2 separate regions of the Anas platyrhynchos genome follow, and region 1 is linked to region 2. Evidence: chromatin contacts called from public Hi-C data. All regions are on one chromosome and are shown on one strand. The core of a region is the stretch at or near the end of the contact, and the rest is flanking DNA. Distances in the headings are between cores, read along the strand shown. Region 1 has its middle 5.9 kb from the start of TLR1-A. Region 2 holds the start of WDR19 (WD repeat domain 19).

Region 1 (2,700 bases), core at 197-2,696, 160 kb after region 2:
AGACACTTAAGGAATAATTCAGGAATATAGGCCGATGCATTAAGTTGGTGAGGGGCTTGATAGCCACTACCTCTCCAGGGCTCCTCTGAGCTTTGCAGCTGAGAATGCTACAAGAAAACCTCTTCTCCTCCCTAATAGCAGGCTTCTTCCTCTCCCCTCCAAACCTTTAAAGTCTAAGGATATGACTAGCATTCATAATTAGTGGAAATCTTGCAATGAGCACACATTGCCCTGTCTACACAATGAGAAAAGAAGAAGTAAGATTTCTCAAATCAGACTTTCCGGTCTCCATAAATATAATGCAGTCAGCAAGCTGTTTTTTTTTTTTTTTTTAAACATACTAAATAATGTGTGTGGTATTCTGGGCCTGTGAAGATTGCCTCGTATTTTAGACTGTTCTGAAACTGAAGTTATAAGTAAAAGTGAAAGAAATTATTTGTTTTCTCAGGTTTGCTAAGTATATTGTTTCAAGTTATTAACCCTGTGAGTGCCCTTTATCCTCTGTCCTTCCTACCTCACAAATCTTTCATACCCTTACCAAGAATTTTAGTTATTTGCACACTGTAGCGTACCCTGTATCCATGTAAAATAGACTTTGGGGTTCTTTTCTTCTTTAATTTAACATTTAATGGAGTTTCTCATCACTTCTCTGTTGGAACTTTTTTCCCCCTTCCCTAAAGCTCTTGTTTCTGTTCAGTGAATTCATAAAGTTGTGTTTTTTTTTTGATTTGACCAAATGTAGAAAATTAGGTTCTACATAAACCTTCATAGGTTTCATTAAGCAAAGCGTGTTCATAGAGTTGTTTCTTGGAGAGTTTTCAAAACTTACAGGATATGAATATTTGGTTAAACTCTTGAAATATTGTCACACTAACATCTGTTTTCATAAAAAAGAATTTAAGAACTGCTGTCACTGCAATCACAGGCCTGAAAGCACACATGAAAGCAACATCATGTATTGACTTTGTTCATGTTTTGTCAAACCAGAATTTTAACTATAGAGAATACGTTAAATGTGTTTTCATGGCTAAAAATCATTGTAAGGACACAAAATCAATCTCGAATCTTTGAGTAGGTTTCTGTGTGATAGGATCAGACTCTGTGATGGAAGGTGAGACAGATGTAGCAGCTTCATTTCTTAAATGTGCGTGGAGAAATATTTTCTTAAAGTACAATCTCTTCATCGTAAATTTTGCTATTTTCCTCAGATAAAGGGTGACACCCAGTGGCCGATTAAATTATCACCGACCGTTTCCTAAAACTGAAAGCTCACGCTAGAATACGTACAACACATTTTTCCACTTCATGCTGAAAATACACACATTTTTCACTAGCAAAACTGAAACAAATGATCATATTGGTCCAGAAAACTCAGGAGCCCCTTGAGATGTGTGTGGAATACATCAGACGAGGGAATTTCCCCAGGTCGGGAGACAATCTTCCTGGTTGCAGCTCTCCTGCTGAGTCAGTGGTGGTGATTCAGTCCCGTGCTCCATAGCTTGCTCCTAATAAGTAGGGTGTAGAGAGCATATATTCATGGAGTTTATTCAGAGCAGATCACAAACTCTGCCCGGCCCTCTGATCAAATTGCAGGTGAGGTGTCAAAGCTCCCAAATCATGATTACCTCATACTTCTTTGTGATAACACACTCCTTGAATATCTGATCCTATTGACTCAGGATTTATTTTCCATTATCTAATTGAAGCAGTTTTGGGGAGCAATAAATACCATCCTTTCTGTACTTTTGGATAACCATTCACTCTAATCAAATATCATTAGATGTCTCAATTTTTCTTTTTCTGGTGGCAAAATATAAATTATTGAAAGAACGGAGATGAGAAAGTTAAGGGACGCAATGACACTTAGAGAAGGACAAAAAACCTAAATAACTTCAGAGAAAATGGAACAGTTATCTTAAAAATCCCTAGTTGCTAGGAAAACACATTTTTGTAGAGGCAGATTCAGCTATATATTTGTTTAGCATCCAGAGACTTGGAGCTGAGATAGGCTCCTACAGCAAAGTACACCAGAAGGTGTGAGCTTGGCGTCTCATGGCCTACCGGATCTTTATGAGGATGGGTCATAACTTCTAGCTGGTGTTTGACATCTACCAGAGTTTCTAAAAAGACACAGGCTGCCCTCAGTTTTGTGCCAGAAGTGATCTCACAGCTCACAAGACGGTTACAATCCACCCCTGGCATCCTCCGGCCTGTAGTCCCATAGCCCCCCTGGGAAAAAAAAGCCTGGTGGCCTAGGCCAGGCCTGCGCTTGGCTCTGCTTTTGCTGAGGTGAAACACATGGGACCAGAAGCAGAAAGCCCCAGATTAAGTCAGTTTTTCCTTTTTGAACATCTTCAGAGACTTTAAGCTCTGGGATGTTTTATATTTAGTGTTTGTGATTCTGTCAGCTAAATGGCACAAAATCCAAAGCATCTGTCACAGGAGTAATAGAAACTTGTCAGACAAAGTCACATCTGTGCAGAGTAAAGTCTTAATTAGCTTGCTTGAGAGTCACAGTCATTGTTCTGGTCTATACCACTGTATATACTTCCATTGCATTGGTAGGTCAAAGGCTCTCCAGTAGTATGACAGAATCTCTTTATCTCCAGCCAGTAAAACAAATGACACATGGTGTCCATATAAAATAACATACCCTACTGCCCTCTGGTTTTGTCCTGTTTTAGCAACACCGACAAAATG
Region 2 (2,700 bases), core at 97-2,596:
CAAGGAAATTTCCCAAAGTTTTCTGCCAAGCAAACTGCACAGAGGAACCAGACCATGATTTTTCTATTAGACTGAAGACTTGCTGGGGAACAAAGAGAGGGAAATTGCACATCTTATCATCACAAACATAAAACAATGTCAGAACTTTCTACGTGAAGAAAAACAACAACTTCTGGATGATTCTATTGTACTATTCTATTGTACCAAAACGCCAAAGAAAAGTATTTTGGTTTGTGCTGGAAAAGTCAAAGTTTCTGGTGCTGGGTGTTTGCATGGAGAGCTACTGGGACTCTCACCACAACTACCATTTTTTCCACTTGGTGTTACTGGAATCAAAAGATTGCATGAGACTCCCCCCTTCACGTCTGAAGACTGGAATATCTAATTCTTTAAATTTCATGCATAAGTGTTGGACCAAATAGCGTCTTCAGTGCTTCAAACAGAGCTCAACATCTACTCCTTTGAAAGATGTGTAAGTATCTTGATCTCCCTAAATCGTTGGGTCTTAAAAGTTGGGGCTATGAAGTAAAAACTTTAAAAACTGTAAAAACTTTATTTCTCACTGAGTTTATTAACTTTCCTTTAACTTTCATACTACGCTCATACTTTTTCCATGACTAGGGTGTAGGATAAACCCAACAACTTTTAGGACTTTTTCCCCTCCCACATCATCAGCTAAACACCACTGTCTGGCGTCCCACAAAGGGCAGGAAAGCTTGTTTTTGTGTTGTTTTTTTCCCCAAAAGGTCTCTGCCCCTTCTTCTGAGGCATTCCTCACGCGGAATTTGCGTTTGAGCGAACAAAACGAGCAACACCACAAGCGCCGCGCGCCACGAGCACAGAGACCACCCGACAACAGCGTTCAATTGGAAGCGAGTTTAATGAAAAGACGCAAATTTTTAACCAACATTTAACCAACGATGACTAACGCGGGAGCACGGACGGGCTCCAGCGGGAGGCCCCAGGGCCGCCGGTAACGGCTCGGAGCCGCCGGGGGCGGCCATGAGGGGCGCGGCGCCCGCTCCCCCCCCCCCCCCCCGCCTCCCACCTCCCGCCTCCCGCCTCAGGCCCCAGCCGAGCGCGCTCCCCCTCCCCCTCCCCCCCCCCGCCCGGCCTCACCTTCATCGCGCCCACCGCTCGCCGCGCAGCGCCCCCGTGCGCATGCGCCGCCCCCCCCAGCCGAGCAGGGAGCCGGACCCCCCTCACCCCGCCCGGCGTCCGCGTTGCCAGGGAGACGGGGAAGGCGGGAGAAGGCCGGAGCCAATCAAGGGCGGTGGGCGGGGCCACGTCCCGCCCCGGAGCCAATGGGAAAGCGAGGCCTGCGGAGGCGGTGGCTCCCATAGAGTCGTGCGTTACGCACACTGCGTTACGGGGCGGCGTAGGGGGCGCAGACTGCGCAAGTGCTGGCAGGCCAGGACGGCCGTTTGTAAAATCGCAATTATTAACATTAGAGTTACCCCCCAAAAATACAGAAAAAAGGCACTGCCCGCCCAAACTGAGTTTAAGTTCAGCTGTATTCAGTTTCAAACAGTGCAGGTTTTGTCACAAAGTTTGGCGCTTTCCTTTAAACCAATAAATAGTTGGCCGAGAGCACTGACACACGTCCATTTATAATTACAAACGTACAAAGACTTTGGGTGGCGGGCGCTTCGATTTGGGAAACATTCAGCGAGCTCACATCTCCACATCCTCCATTACAAGCGACCGCCTACTGTTGTGAAAACGGGGGGGAGCAAGGCACAGAAAAGCAAATACAGAAAGACCGTCAGAAACATTCAGCCCCTCCAAAGCAACTGTGCGACAGAGCAGAGGAGCCAGACAAGGCAAATCATAAAGCCTCTGAAAAAAGTTAACTGTTAAATAAGGTGGCTGATATGATATAATCCTGCCAGGAGCACACAGCTCTCCTCTAAGATGCTGAACATGCTTAAGTGGTGCTCGTCGAGCATCTTGTAGGACTGGGCCGTTTACGTTTTGAAATCATCTTATTGGGAAGAAAAAAAAAAACAAAAAACAGACAGACAGACAACAGTTTCATTTCATCTTATAAAATCATACTTCTCAAATTAGTGCAAAGCCTCATGTAAAATACAATTAAAGAGAATCAAAGTAGACTCTTAGTCTAGATGCAATGGAATGCTTTGAAAATTCCAAAGTGCTCTTATTAAACTGGTTAACTTCTAATTACACTTTAGAATTTTTTCAACTAATAACTCATGCTTACAGCTTTTTCCTTAAAAACAATAACAATGTAAATATAAGAACCAAAGTAGAGAAAAAGGTATGATGTTTTCCATCATACGGAAAACCTTTAAAAAAAAGTACACTGGATATCAAAAATCTGCAGATATTATTAAATAGCAGATTTCTGTTAGCATAATAAGACAATATTTAAAATAAGGCTTTGGTTAAATAAAAAGTCTTCTAAACTAGGAATGATGATAAAAGTGCAAAAGATTCACCAAATACACAACTTCATTTTTAAGGCAAGCATTACACCTGCCATTTACAATGGTTTGCATTGGTTTGTCAGCCTGCATTGTAATAGTTCAGATACCTATAGCAAAACATGTTTATTATAGGCAAATTAAATATATGGGGCTCAATCCTGGAACTTGTTTCACCCAGAGATAGACTCAATGATATCAGTGGAGCCATATCCATTAATAGCATCACTCCTCTGCATTTTAGAGGGATCAA

The links. A called contact is a pair of places that touch in the nucleus more often than the background predicts.
Region 1: a Hi-C map of liver shows a contact between it and region 2, with 4 times the contacts expected there. The contact joins the enhancer-like site here to the promoter of WDR19 in region 2. A contact is called at or near these places in 4 of 8 Hi-C or Micro-C datasets (liver, skeletal muscle and subcutaneous adipose tissue).

What each region holds. Positions count from the first base shown.
Region 1 is chr4:56,310,950-56,313,649 of IASCAAS_PekinDuck_T2T, forward strand. No RefSeq gene overlaps it. Among named protein-coding and RNA genes, the nearest start is that of TLR1-A, 5.9 kb to the left of the region's middle. Within about 2 kb of position 1,447, at least 1 of the 8 cell types and tissues checked has an H3K27ac peak or open chromatin away from gene starts, as enhancers often do.
Region 2 is chr4:56,150,364-56,153,063 of IASCAAS_PekinDuck_T2T, forward strand. It overlaps WDR19 (WD repeat domain 19), which reads right to left and starts at 1,347. Exons shown (of 36, transcript XM_038178023.2): 1 at 1,120-1,347; 2 at 1-82. The coding sequence starts at 1,341. KLHL5 (kelch like family member 5) reads right to left here. Exons shown (of 12, transcript XM_027457237.3): 12 at 1,497-2,700.